2 separate regions of the Mus musculus genome follow, and region 1 is linked to region 2. A link is a contact called in public promoter capture Hi-C data. All regions are on one chromosome and are shown on one strand. The core of a region is the stretch at or near the end of the contact, and the rest is flanking DNA. Distances in the headings are between cores, read along the strand shown. Region 1 holds the start of Upk3a (uroplakin 3A). Region 2 holds the start of Ribc2 (RIB43A domain with coiled-coils 2).

Region 1 (6,974 bases), core at 413-2,912, 110 kb before region 2:
CTCTATCTCAGGACTTAGGGTTCTTAGGGTCTTCTCTGAGAAGAGCCTGAGACAGCTGGTTGCAAATTCACCCAGATCCAGTTTTTACATAGATGATCATAGTATCCATTCCCCACTTTACTGATTTACTGGTCCCCTGCCCATGTTTGTTCATCCCTATGTTTTACACGTAAAATTGATTTCAGATGCATTTGGAGATGCGCACAGATTCCTGACATTGGAGGGAACTGGCTAATTTGGATGAGGACCCCCATCATTTTCCTTTCCATTTCTTTTCTCATGGTCTGATCATTTATCTGTTACTGATAAAGATGTACATTTGACTGGGCTGAGACTTAGAAGCAGATGCTCTCAGCGAGGACAGCCTACATCTTTTGGCGATCTGTTCCTGGCATTTTTTTTCCTTTGGCTTCCTTCGTTCTCTTGGCATATTCTGCAGTCTGCAGCCTCCCCCTTGTTTTCTTTAGCCTGTCGTTTCTTCGGCGAAATACGTTGGCGGCGTTTGTGTTGCAGGACACATGGAGTGACAAGACATGGAGTCTTGGGTGCATTTAAGGGCTTCCTGACAGCATGTTCACAGGCACCATCTTCTTGAGCGAGATCAAAAGTTGGCACAGTTTTGCTAGCTCTTTTGGTCCCCAGTAGCAGAAGCACCGTAGTATCTGTCAATCTAAAAATAGCCTCCCTCTCTCTCTCCCTCTCTCCCTCTCTCTCTCTCTCTCTCTCAGTAATCAAGTCGTGAACATTCAGATTGACATCTTTCCACAAAGTATCTGTGAACACACAATTCCCTTCCCCCATTCGCGTTGGTCATAACAGGAATGCCCCTTACTCAACAGCAGGGTGTTCTGCTGTGGGTCAAGACACTTTGTTTCATGGGAAAACCTTGTTTGTTGTTCCCACCACTGATTGGGGGCCCACAACCCTTCCACTCTTCACCCAGAGCATACCCAGGGCATCATCCCTATTTCTAGGTCTGTGTGTTTCTCATAGGACCAGTGATGTTTGCATTCGAGATCCATGTCAAAGAGCAGTGGCTGGGTATTGTTCAGTTTCATCTTGAAGGAGCCCTCAACTGAAGAGGTACAGCACAAAGGAGCAGGTTTTCTTCTCTTCCGCCCCTCCCCCTTGGTTTTGCTGAGGGAACCCAGGGTCTTACTTGGACCAAGCAAGCATCTACCACTGAGCTGCACTCCAGCCCAGCATCACTATTGCCCGTTGCCTCTCAGGAGGAGGTTCCTGCCCCTTCCTTACCTCCTTGGGCCTCTGTCTTGTACGGCCTGTGAACAGAAAGAGTCACTATCCAGGACTTCATTTTTCCATGACTGTTAATTTTATCAGTATCTGGCACATAGTATGGGCTCATGCTTATGAGAATTAGCGTCTTTGCGGTATAGAAGTTGAGGTCCCAAAGATGCTTATGGGATTAGCATCTCTACTTTGCAGTATAGAAATTGAGGTTCCAGAGATTGCGTTATCTCTGACAACACTGTGAAAACCTCAGCTTAGTTTCTGCACACCTTAGGAGCTTTGCAGAAGACCAAGAGAAGGATCAGAGCTTTAGTTGCTCTGGGCGGGAGGAGCCCAGGACCGGACTGTATGCAAATATCTCAAGGGGAGGCTTCGGATTGGTCCGTTTGAGAGGGGCGGGGCATGCCCTTGCTGGTGACAGGTGAGCGGAGCTGCAGGGAGCAGGTGCGCGTTCTCAGGCAGAGTGCATCGCGAAGGCTCATCTCGGGCGATGCTCCTGCTCTGGGCCCTGCTGGCTCTCGGATGCCTGCGGTGTGGCTGGAGTAAGCCGGGGAGAAGACCTCCAGGGCGTGTCCAGGGAGGCCTGAGGGGAGTGGAGACACTGAGTGGCACTAGGAATCTCATTTAGGGGGTTCAGGAATAGGCGCCTGCATTAGGGACACAGATGTTAGCAGCTGTAGTAATAGAAACTGATGGGAATCCCAGCGCCCACCCTTGGGCTGGCCTCAATTCTGTGATGGTTGTTGCTAGGGAACACCACACAGGGGCTGCAGAGAGCAGACTCACCCAGTCCTGTGGTGACCCCTGAACTGAGGGGAGGTAGAACGGCAAGTTCTTGGAGTGGGAGGGATGTTCCATCCTGGCATTGGCTTGTTGATCCTTATGGCCCGGGCAGATAGTGAGGAGAAGCCTGCAGGGGTTGAAGCTGAGAGTAGACATGAAAAAGCTGTGAACTTCGGGACCTCACTGTCTTTCCTCAGAGACTATGAGGGAAGCCAGTGGGGGAGCCACAAAGGGTCTGAGAGAAAGGAAAACGGATGAGGCTTGCTTGTTAGGGTAGACCGTTCAAGTGAAGAGAGTGAGGGGTGGAGGCAGAGAGACCTTATGGAGACAGCTAGAGGGCAGCAGCTGTCTGACTGAGGTGGGGTAGGGATGTGTCTGCCCAGAATGACCAGCAAGGTGGGCACAGGGAACAGGAGAAAAGTTCATGGGATGACCCATTGGGAGGACCAAACCCAGTACTGGACCTGCAGCAAGGGCCCAGAGGTCAGCTCCTACCCTCATTGCCTTCCCCAGCTGTGAACCTCCAGCCCCAACTGGCCAGTGTGACCTTTGCCACCAACAACCCTACCCTCACCACCGTGGCCTTGGAGAAGCCTCTGTGCATGTTTGATAGCTCAGAGCCACTCAGCGGCTCTTACGAGGTTTACCTCTATGCTATGGTCGACTCAGGTAAGGGACCCGCTTCCCTCCAAAAGCGCCACTTGACAGTCTACGGGGAAGAGGGGGAAAGTGGGGGGTGGGATATTGCATGTCTATGAAGGTCCAGGATGCCTTCACTTATCACTGCTCTCACACACACTGACACCATTGTGGTTGTGGCCCCAGACCTGCCCTTTACCAGGCTGGTGGGAGGGAGCCACACCAGTTTCCCAGCACCAGCCTAGCACCAGCTGCCTTGCCCACTTTAGAGCCACTGTCTGCAAGCAGCATGCAGGGTATTATGGTAGAGTAGGGGATGAAGACGGGGTGGGGGCCCCTCTCTGGGGTTTGGACAGCTACATTCTGATCTCACAGGCCTTTGAGCCTAGGGTTGTTTCAGGGTTTTTCCCTGGATTGCTCCCTGTTTTCCAAACCACAATAATGTAAGCTCCTGAATTTGGGGACCAGCCACCCCATAAATGGCCTATTAACATCTCCAGCATCCCATCCTGTCAGCAGGCCTCTATTACTGCCTACATGCGCCCAATCTGTGGATACCCTGAGGTATTTTTCTATTTCACCGAAGTCCAGGGGCCAGAGATGTCAAGTGGTTTGGTCACCCAGGAAGTAAAGAGAAAATGTGCAGTATGGGTCCAGCCACACTCACCTTAGCATTATCCCAGTCCTTCCCATTTCGAAGAGGAAAGAATCCGGGCTGGAGAGATGGCTCAACGGCTAAGAGCACTGGCTGCTCTTCTAAAGGTCCTGAGTTCAAATCCCAGCAACCACATGGTGGCTCACAATCACCGGTAATGAGATCTGATGCCCTCTTCTGGGGTGTCTGAACACAGCTACAGTGTACTTACATATAATAATAAATAAATCTTAAAAAAAAAAAAAAGAATCTAGGACAGCTACAAGTGGCAGAGGTTTGTTGAGCTAGAGGGACACCAGAAGACAGTGAGTGAGACATGGATCCAGTACCTCACAGTGGGGTGTTTCTGGGACAGCTGCACTGTTACCTCTGAGCACACGCCAATCATCCTAGTGCCCGCCACCAACCTGGACAGCTCTGGACTCGGGTGTTTGATGGGTGACTGAGTGCTTGCTGCTGAGTTAGAGTGGCCAGGGTCTTGACTTCCTGCATCCTCTCTGCAGCCATGTCCAGGAATGTGTCTGTACAGGACAGCGCTGGCGTCCCACTGAGCACCACTTTCCGGCAAACCCAGGGTGGGAGGTCAGGCCCCTATAAAGCTGCGGCCTTTGACCTGACCCCTTGTGGTGACTTGCCCAGCCTGGATGCTGTTGGAGATGTGACCCAGGCCTCAGAGATCCTGAACGCATACCTAGTCAGGGTGGGCAACAACGGGACCTGTTTTTGGGACCCCAACTTCCAGGGCCTCTGCAACCCACCCCTGACAGCGGCCACTGAGTACAGGTGGGTGTCAGAGGCTGTGGGAGGATGAGGGACAAAATGGGGAACAAAATGGGGGAAGCCACACTTCACAGAGCTCAGGGATCAGGTGTCTGGAAGGGTGGGCTTCCTGGTTTGCAGCAGGTACCCAGAGACCCGAGAGGGCCAGCTTGGCACCTTGCTCTGCAAGCAGTTTGAAATTCATCCTGTCTTCCTTTTCTCTTTCCTTCCTTCCTCCCTCTCTCCTTCCCTCCCTGCCTTTCTCCTCCCCACCTCCTCTTTTGCTTTGAGACAGACTTTCACATAGCCCAGGTTAAGCTTGACCCCCTGTGCTGCCTGGTTTAGGCTGTATGTGCTCCTATGGTTTCGCACATGCTGAACATGCACCCTTCCACTGAACTATAGCCACAGCTCCATAAGGGGCTTTACTTTTAAGGGTCACTAAACTACAGGCCGTAGATGAACTGGTCCTCAGATTATCCAGTCCACTGTCTAAACTGGGATGTAAGTGGGCTACAACAGACCTTATTATCTCTCTGGGTCTTCTCTTCTGACTAGCTTGTTTGGGGATTCTTACACCTAAAACATAGCCCTGATCCAAGGGCTGGTGATGGAAGCTATTGGGCTGGTTTTCTAATTCTCTTTGTGACCACAAGGACCACAGCTGCCAGGAGGGTCTGTGGATTAACACTCAGCAGGGGTGCTACAGCGGCATAAAATTAAAAGGAGGTGCTCCCAGAGGAAGGCTGAACAACAGTCCCAACCAGGAAGGCTTCCCAGAGCAGATGCTACCAGACTGGAAAAGGATCCAGGGTATATGTGGTCAAGTCCAGTATCCTTCTCTTGTCCTGACCTCACCCAGTAGCTGTCTCGTGGAAGACTTCCTGTGTGCTCCCCATGGTCCTCCTCCTGCCTGTTTCCTGTGGCTGGGTGCATGGGTTAGATGAAAGCCACCCTTACTCCATCTTCTTCCAGATTCAAGTATGTCCTGGTCAACATGTCCACAGGCTTGGTGCAGGACCAGACACTATGGTCAGATCCCATCTGGACCAACCGGCGTAAGTGTGTACTGGGGGGGTGAGCTCCTTGGAGCTGAGTCCTGGGTCTAACTAAACCTGGCTGGCTCTATCCCTCACATAGTGGGCACCTCCATCTCCACGCCTGGCTAGCTTGGTGAGATGACTCTAGGAACCCTAATGGCAGCAGCAGGCCCAGTACTCCTGGACCCGGTCCTAAAGGGTTGGCCTCTGGGGACAGAGTGCATATGGGACTGCTTAGACTTGAGAGTACCAGCGTGGAGTTGAACTCAGAACAGACAATGTCACAGGTCACTTGCTCACTGTTGGACTGGTCCGTCATTCCCAAGGGTGACAATAATGAAGAGCCACATCCCCTCTGAAGTGCTGGCTCAGCTTTATTTTGTTCAGACTATGTATGCCATCCATGTCACCAGAAGTGACATGTAACTAACCTTATGCAAAAAGGGGAAGACACCAGAAAGACTCAGCCTATGGTAAAGAATGAGAAGCAGAGGAGCCACCGGGCCAAAGTCTGGGGAGAGCAATTACTGCCCTGGGTTCCTAGGTCACCCTGGATTCCAGGCAGCCAAGGCAGGTGGCAGGTTACCTTGCCTGTCCCTGGGAAAAGATCCAGGGTGGGACATTTTCTGGGATTAAGTGGGGTGTGGTCCTCTGCAGCCATCCCCTACTCGGCCATCGACACGTGGCCCGGCCGGCGGAGTGGAGGCATGATTGTCATCACGTCCATTCTGGGCTCCCTGCCCTTCTTCCTGCTCGTGGGTTTCGCTGGAGCCATCATCCTCAGCTTTGTGTGAGTTCCACAGCCAGAAAGGGAGGAGCCTGGAGACAGGGTGACACACACCCCCTCCCCAGGAAAGGCTTAGCATCCAGGTCCTCTGAGCTGGAGCAACCTGCCATGGTGCTGGTGAGAGCAGACAGAGCCTTGGTATCTCAGGGTCACGTCCTTCAGCTGGCAAGGGAAGGGCCCAGGAGAGGGAAGGACTCTAGTGCATCCCGGTTAGTGGGCAGTGGGCCCATTCAGATCTCAGTTCTTAGGCTGGGTGTGTAGCTCAGTGGTATGACACTTGCGCAGTACACAGGAGGCTCTGGATTTAATCCCAACACCCCACAAAGGAGACGTGCTTTAGCTCTGATGGAGTGACCTTAGCAAGATGTCCAGGTTCTCAGTTTTCCCATATGGAAAATGGAGGCAATAGTAATATTCAGGGCAGAGTCTTCCTATTTCATCCCATGAGCCTCTCTCTGCCCGTGATCCTCTTTCAGGATCAGAGTATCTCTGCCTCCTCCTCCAGGAAGTCTTCCATTTGGACTTGTCCACTCTGTGTGATCATTCTTGACTTTAATCTGTCTCCCCTGATGATCAGGGCACTTTGAGGACTTGGAACAATGGCGTCCAATTCTTCAGCTCAAAGATGTAACACTATCTGTATAAGTTCAAGTAGGGTTACCCTTCTCTTATCCAGAGGTCTAGCATATAACAAGGACTTCAAAAATACTGGCTTGTTGAGATTATGTCCTGGAAGGCAATATAATGTCTAAGTTAGGGCCCTGGGCAACTGGAGGAGTCCAGGTTTGCTCTGCTCCCCTAATCCTGACTCTCTCTCTCTCTCTCTCTCTCTCTTTCTGTGCCAGGGACATGGGCAGTTCTGATGGGGAAATGACACACGACTCACAGATCACCCAGGAGGCTGTTCCCAAGACCCTGGGGACTTCTGAGCCTTCCTACTCATCTGTGAACCGGGGCCCACCCCTAGACAGAGCAGAGGTGTTCTCCAGCAAGCTTCAAGACTGAAACAAGCCAAGCCCCGGCACCAAGCCATGGCCACTTTTCAACTTGGCCCTGTGGT
Region 2 (7,354 bases), core at 1,341-3,840:
GCGGGGGGGGGGGAGAAAGAAAGAAAGAAGGAAAGAAAGAAAGAAAGAAAGAAATCTTGTACTCACTATACCAGTGATTAGTAAGTCCCAGACTTCAAAGAGTGAGCAGGCGATCAGACCCTGAACTATAATTTACACACACACACACCCCTCTCTCTCTACCTCGGATAATCCTTGTGAATGTTTTCTCTTCTCCACTGTCCTCTATGTATATAATTGTCACACTTGCAGAAGAAGAAACAGGTTTTCCAGTATGTGCTCCATGAATAAGTTCTTGAATGTTTTTTACTCTTAAATTAGTTGTCTTTTCTCCCATTACAAAACTAAGTGCATCCATTACATTAGATTTTCCTGGAGAAGAAAAGAGTTTTAAAGATTCATTCTTAATGACTGAAAACCTTCTCAGAGCCAAAGAAATCAAACTACCAATAGAAGTGAAATATAACCAATATGCAAGTCTCAGAAATCTTGTCTGGTCACTGTTCAAAATTGATGTGATTAAAAGTCCAAGTAGGTGGTCTGTTTCTTTCATGTAGCTGGGGCAGAGTGGTATGAATGTAAGGATATAAATACATGAATCAAAAATGAATTAATGAATGTAAGGATATAAATACATGAATCAAAAATGAATTAAGTGAATAAAATTAAAACAAACATGAATCTCAGCACTCTCCCATTACTGGATATCACACTAGAGCAAACCATTTAACAACTCTATTTTAGTAATTCCCATTTTATAGAGAAATGATCGCATAAACATTTCAACAGCACACTATACCTCTATACTTAAAAAATTGAAAACGCTAAATGAATCTACAATCTTCTAAAGAATAAGACTGCTAGAATCTTCAGGATTTTTATACTTGGATCAGGGCAAGGGTTCTACAATTTCTTGGTAATAATGGCTCATGGTGCTTAAACTTGGCAAGGCATGACTAGAATTAAATATGTGCTTCCTTCCAGGAGTCTGGAATTTTGGCATGTGCCATCTCCCTGTGCACTGAGTCCATGAGACCTTTGATAGGTGATATTTCAACATGAGAACATACTGCTGAAGGAATTTATCTTTTCCCACTGCTGAGTTTGCTTTGGACTTCTCAACTGTAATGCATAATCACCCCCGAGTAAACAATATGTCAAACACTGAAGGATCTCCTAGCAAATCATTAAACCACAAGGAGATCTTCACCCAATGAGATCTTCACCCAGTGGTAGATTTGCTATATAAGGAATATTAAAGATGAGTCTGTTCTATCAAAACTATAAAACTTTTAAGTGCTCAGACTGCAGACATCTGCAGTGACTGATTTAGGAAAACTATTCTAGAAATTATCGTTGGGGCTCTAAAATTCCCTTTAATTCTTCCTATTAACTATGCTCGGGTTACAAGTGTTTTGTTTTGTTCCAACAAAGGCCAAATCCATTTCATTCTTAGTACTTGCGGTTGTTGGGCTGAGATGGGGGTTGGGGACGGAGATGGGACTACAGGGAAGGAAGGCAGGGGAAGGATGAGAACAGCCAGCAAGGGTTGGTGGCCCAGGATTCGGGGCTCTTGGGTCTAGTCCATTGGGAAACACTGAAACCTCAGGCCAGTGGTCTCCTGGGTCCCATTCTGGTCTACAGTGGGTAAAGGGGAGAGGGGGGTGGGTTTGATGGTGGGTTCTCGTCCCCCAACAACGGGGGGGGGGGCGGTTCAGAGGTCCCTGGATCCCCTCAGATAGGGAGGTGGGGGAGGGTTACAGATAGATGAGCTGGGCTGCCGAAGGGGCTTGGTTCCTTCAGACCAACGGGGGGGGGGGGGGGGGCGTGGGTCCCCTCAGGCCTACAGCAGTCAACAGCAGGGGACTGGGGTGGCTCCATCCCCTCAGGCCAACCAAGGATGGGGTGGGGGATTCAAGGTGACAGCCGGTCCTTGGGTTCCCTTGGGCCTACAGCCGTCAACAGTGGAGTCGGGGCAACAGCGTGGGGGTTGGGGGGGGGCCCTGGGGTGCCTCCGTCTCCTCAGGCCAGCAATGGGCAATGGCTGACCCTGGCTTTCCTCAGGCCAACAGTGAGGGCCCTTGGTCTAACATGGGACCCTGGGTGCCCTAAGGTCTACAGGGGTCCTGGGTCCCCTCGGGACTACAACAGTCACAACGGAGTTGGGGTTTGTGGTTTCGGTCCCGGCAGACCCACAGGAGGCGACAACGGGGGCTGGGGGGTGGCTCGGTCCCCTCAGGTTAACAAGAGCCGAGAGTGGGTCCCTGGGTCCCCTCGGGTCTACAGCGGGCGACAGCGGCCCGTGGATCCCGAGGCCGTGGATTTCTGGGGCGCTGGTTACCGGAGCCGTTGGGGCCAATGATGCAGGTGAACCTCTTGAAAGGGCCGATGACCTGGCGGCCTCGCCACGACTTGAAATTCTCCACGAGCAGCAGCTCAAGGTGCCCCATGGCTGCGCGCCGTGCCTCAGCCGCTTCCTCGTGCTCCCGTGAGGAAAAAAAAAAAAAAAGCGCGGGAAGAAATTCTTTTCGAAGTCTCGCGAGACTGGCGCGGGGGAAGGAGAGCGAGCGAGGCGCCGTTGCTTAGCAACGGAGGTTGGCGTTGCCCGGGGAATTGGATCCCTGCTCCGCTGCGGAAAGCGGACCGCCGGGACAGACTTGCTCTCAAACTTTTGTGGGCGCTGCTTCTCGGCGCTGTAGCTTTGCTTATTTCTGTGGGCTTTTCTTGCCGTGTTTTTTTTTTCCGGATAGCTCCTGAAGCCCAGCCGAGTCCCAGAGCCATGGAGGTAGCGATGTCTAAGGACCTACAACAGGAGGCCAACCTAGCCAAGAAGCGGTACATTGACCTGTGCAGGCAGGGACGGATCTTCGACGCCAGGAACAGGATCATTGGGGTGAGGCACTAGGGACGGGACAGAGAGGAGCCAAGACTTTATATGGAAGCAAAGTTTGGCTGTCTAGATTTGGAAATCCTTACCTTACCAGCAGGAGCCAGTTCTGGGAGCGAGGCATTTGCTTCCTTGCAGGTGACAAATGCTCTGGCTAGCTTGAGTAAGGTCCAGGAGGTGGGTGACCTTGCAGTAGTGAAATAGGCAGACTTTAAAACACAGAAAATGTGGTGGGATCTACACCAGCACTGACTGGAGCCTGGAGGGGAAATCAGAGAGGGCTTCACAGAGTAGTGGTACTTAAACAATGTTGGGAGTGTGTGTATATAGGAAATGAAGGAAGCTCTGGTGACAGCTGACAGCGCAGGCAGAAGACCCAGCCATAAGCAAAGGCTTCCACGTATGGGAAGGGAACCTTTAATGCTGTGGCCAGATGAGAGGGTTCGTGGCCTACTGAATAATGCTAGCTGGCTCTAACCCCTCTTCCCTTGTCCATTCCTAGGGAGACACACAAGCCTGGGATTTTCAAGTCCGTGACCAGAAGATAAAAGAAATAACTGACAAAGCTAGGCATGAAGCCTTTGGTGAGCACTTCTAAAATGCCCAGCTATTTCTTACGGCCTCTAAAATATCAGCTATCTCTTAGGGCCTCATGTCTTCCTCTTACAGCTGAGAAGAACAGACACACACACACACACACACACACACACACACACACACACGTATGAGCACATACACAGAGTTGTTCTTATGGCCTTTTTGTGCTCAGTTAGCTTAATAAGCATATTCTTCCTCTCAAGAAGAAGCAGTTATCGCAGTTACTGGTTTGGTTTTTGGTTTTTTGAGACAGGGTTTCTCTGTGCAGCCCTGGCTGTCCTGGAACTCACTCTGTAGACCAGGCTGGCCTCGAACTCAGAAATCCGCCTGCCTCTGCCTCCCAGGTGCTGGGATTAAAGACATGCGCCACCACTGCCCGGCAGCTTGAATTTTTAATGTACATCTTAGGAGATACATCTTTAAAATATTAGCATCGTTTTGTGTTTTCTTTAAAAAATTTCTTTCTCTCTAAAAAGGAAAGACTTTAAATACATACGTACACATTCTCTGCTTCAAAACTCAAGGCCGACCTTCTACAGAGGACAGCTGTTGGTATCAAGTGACACTTGTGTGCTGGAGCATGCGTGAATGCACACACATGCACGCATACATGCATAATACGCACACGTACACACGCGCTGGCACACAGACACAGACACACGCACACACGTGTGCTCACACGCACAAGCACGCACTCGCACACAGAGTTATCATCTCCACCATCTTTCTTTTAACATTTCCCACTTTGCTGTGCTCAGTTAACTGGATGAGTGTGTTCTTCCTGCCAAGAAAAAGCAGCGTTGAGTGGGAAGTTCTGAGCCACCCGGGGATTTACGTGGTTCAAGTCGCGTTCTAGGTCCTCGATCAGAATTTCAAACACAATCCACTTTTCCTTTCTTGGTTAGCAATTTCACAAGCGATTGAACATTTGTTTGTTTGTTTGTTTGTTTGTTTGTTTTATTAAATACCACAGGGGTTTGTAAATTTGTAAAAGGTGGACATATAAAATTTTAGAGGCGAATGGACTACCAACCTAAGTCTTAGAACATGGTCAGGAAAAGACAAAAATCTGTTGTCTGTGTGATTGTTGGAGGAGTTGGATTATGAGGGAAGTTGCTTTTCTTTTTTTATACTATTATACATTTTCCAAACTTTTCAGTCTTATTTACTTTTATTTATAAAGTAACTCAAACTTATAACACCAATGGTACAGACACCTGCAGCTACCACCAGGTCCGATATCAACATTTGCCATGTTGGCCTCTAGTTTTTTTCCTCTAAGAGTTTGTTCTGAGAACTGTATTGTATATAGCACAAGTGCCCCCCCATTATTATCCCCCACCCCACTTTTTGTTTTGTTTTGTTTTGTTTTGTTTTGTTTTGTTTGAGACAGGGTTTCTCTGTATAGCCCTGGCTGTCCTGGAACTCACTTTGTAGACCAGACTGGCCTCGAACTCAGAAAGACGCCTGCCTCGAGTGCTGGGATTAAAGGCGTGTGCCATCATGCCCGGCACCCCCCACTTTTTTCTTCTATAGAAGTGTGCATTTCCAATGTGTTTATACTTGTACTATCTATATAACCATAATAATATGAACTTGCTTTTGTGTGTCTTTGTGTCTATATGGTGTGTGTGTGTGGTGTGAACATTTGTGTATGCAGGTAGCACAGAAGGCACATAGACCAGGCTGACTTCTGCCTCCCACATTCTGACATTCTGGGATTGAGATTTTTAAATATATATATATATAATATATATATTATATATATGCTAATACTGCTGCAGTGACTGTCCAATGTTATGTCCCTTGTGTACATGTGAGAGGGACACTGGAGTGGATGGGTGGGTCAGATTGCTTTATTAGAAGTGTGTAAAGTTATGCTTCACTAAGCAGTATGTGGGACAATCCCAGCCTCATTCCTCACATCATTACTTCTGCAGCCTTTGGCAACATTTTAAGCATTCTTCCTGAAGTTCATTCAGTGTGCCCCACGAAAGGTTAATATTACTTTGTCAGTGTGTTGCCCACTTGGGTTTCTTTACAGTGCTGAGCCTTGTCCTGGCCTGTGCTTGTTTTTCAGTTGGTTTTCCTGTGTATTTAAGATCAGTTTTTAGATAGGTGATCTCTGCTCCTTTAATGGTTACAGTTTTTGGGACCTCCTCTTTAAGTCCTGAAAATTATTTTAAAGTAGATTCATTTGTACCCATCGTGGTTTATACAAATGCTATCTATGTCTTTCCCAGCTGCTGAAATGAAGCACAATGACAAAGTCATGTGCATGGCGCATGACCGGGAACAGAGGCACAGGAAACAGCTGTGTAGAGCTATCAATGACTTCCAGCAGAACTTTCAGAAGCCAGAAACTCGACGTGAGTTTGATCTTTCTGACCCCCTGGCCCTCCAGAAAGAGCTTCCAGCCCGCATTTCAGACAATGACATGCGGAACACCATATCAGGAATGCAGAAGTTCATGGGAGAGGATTTAAACTTCCAAGAGAGGAGGAGGTTCCAAAAGGAACAGAGCAGAGAATGGTTTCTGCAGCAGCATGGGGAACGGGAGAAAGCCCGGGCTGACCACCTACTGGCAGGTAATGAAAGAAAAGACCAAGTCACCCTCTAACCCAGTTTCAGTGGCTGCTTTTCAAAGCCCTACTAACATTCCAAAAATCAAAAACCTCGGTCCTAGGAGTCCGCGTCTCCACCGTGCCTCCACAGGACAGGGAACACATTTGAGCACACGCATTGCCCTGGTTTGCTTTCTATTGCTGTGACAAAGCAACCGCACCAAAAGCAACCTGTGGAGGAAGCTGTGTAGAGCTATCAATCTGCTCCATCCCTGAGGGAAGCCAAGGCAGAACTCAAGTAGTGCAGGACACAGGAGGCAGGCACTGAGGCACAGCCTGCCTGGAAGATGAATAAATGCATATAAGTCTCGCAAGTCTCCTGGGTGTGGAAATGGAGGTTCCTTTGGGTACTTTGGGAGCCCAGGCATAGGCCCAGTGCTAGCAGGTCCTCACCAGGACTCTCTGGACCCAGGGGACCTCTAGATTCAGACATGAAAGAACCTCTCCAGGAGGAATGCAAAACAAAACAAAACAAAACAACAAAAACAAAAACCCAGCATGTTCTGCCTCTGGGGAGGCGATCAGCCCCTCCTAGACAGGCAGTCACAGCAGCCTCTGGTCCTCTGGGTCCATCGCTAGTGACTGAAGAGCAAACCTGACCTAAGTGGGAGCCACCGCCCTCCCCTCCTCTGCTGCTCCTGTCTCTGTGATAATTCACTCTCCTCGATCAGCTTGGGTTCCTCCAGGCCTCCTCTCTCCCTGATGGTCTTCCTTCCCTTCCAGCCTCCTCTGTCCACGTGTCCTAGAGTTGCTGTGGCCAGCCTGGTCTGGCCTTGTCTGTTCTCAGCCTCAGCCTCCCCGAGACAGACATTTATCTGGCTCCCAGGCCAGTTCCCTCCCTGGGCTGTTCTGTTGGATCTGCTCCTCCTTCAGCTCCCCACCCCCCATGCCTGTCAAACCATGAACCTGGGAGGCAGTCCTGACCTCACCTTCAGCCACCTTCAACTGTGCCCCTTCTCCCTCCGAATACACTTTGTAAGATGCCCTAACCAGCCATCCCCTTGCCCCCACCTGAGACAAGCATTGTCCCACCTGGGCAGGTTTCTGCTAACCGCTTTGTAACTGTTTCCTCTCCTCTCTAGTCCTCTCTTAGCATGACAGGCAGAATTAGACTTCTTGCATACCGTCAAGTTCAGCCATGCTCTCATCCAGCTCAATAGTGTCTTCACAGGATGAAGATGAGATTGAAATCATCGCACAGCCTACAGGTTCTCCATGCTGGGCCTTTGCCTACCTGGACCACACCAGCTCGTTCATGGCGTTTCAA

The links. Capture Hi-C pulls out chosen DNA fragments and counts their contacts.
Region 1: a promoter capture Hi-C map of pancreatic islet shows a contact between it and region 2. The contact joins the promoter of Upk3a here to the promoter of Ribc2 in region 2. A contact is called at or near these places in 11 of 484 Hi-C or Micro-C datasets (the C2C12 cell line, the G1E-ER4 cell line, the N1E-115 cell line and 7 more) and 2 of 9 other capture datasets (adipose tissue and pancreatic islet).

Annotation. Positions count from the first base shown.
Region 1 is chr15:85,015,479-85,022,452 of GRCm38.p6, forward strand. It overlaps Upk3a (uroplakin 3A), which reads left to right and starts at 1,663. Exons shown (of 6, transcript NM_023478.2): 1 at 1,663-1,793; 2 at 2,548-2,703; 3 at 3,832-4,111; 4 at 5,063-5,145; 5 at 5,785-5,917; 6 at 6,760-6,974. The coding sequence starts at 1,742. The coding sequence ends at 6,919. Gm52194 (a long non-coding RNA gene) reads right to left here and starts at 3,458. Exons shown (of 3, transcript XR_003951558.1): 1 at 3,341-3,458; 2 at 2,038-2,176; 3 at 1,666-1,834.
Region 2 is chr15:85,129,509-85,136,862 of GRCm38.p6, forward strand. Ribc2 (RIB43A domain with coiled-coils 2) reads left to right here and starts at 2,591. Exons shown (of 7, transcript NM_026357.2): 1 at 2,591-2,872; 2 at 3,369-3,450; 3 at 5,707-6,051. The coding sequence starts at 2,759. Smc1b (structural maintenance of chromosomes 1B) reads right to left here and starts at 2,449. Exons shown (of 25, transcript NM_080470.1): 1 at 2,321-2,449; 2 at 163-351. The coding sequence starts at 2,429.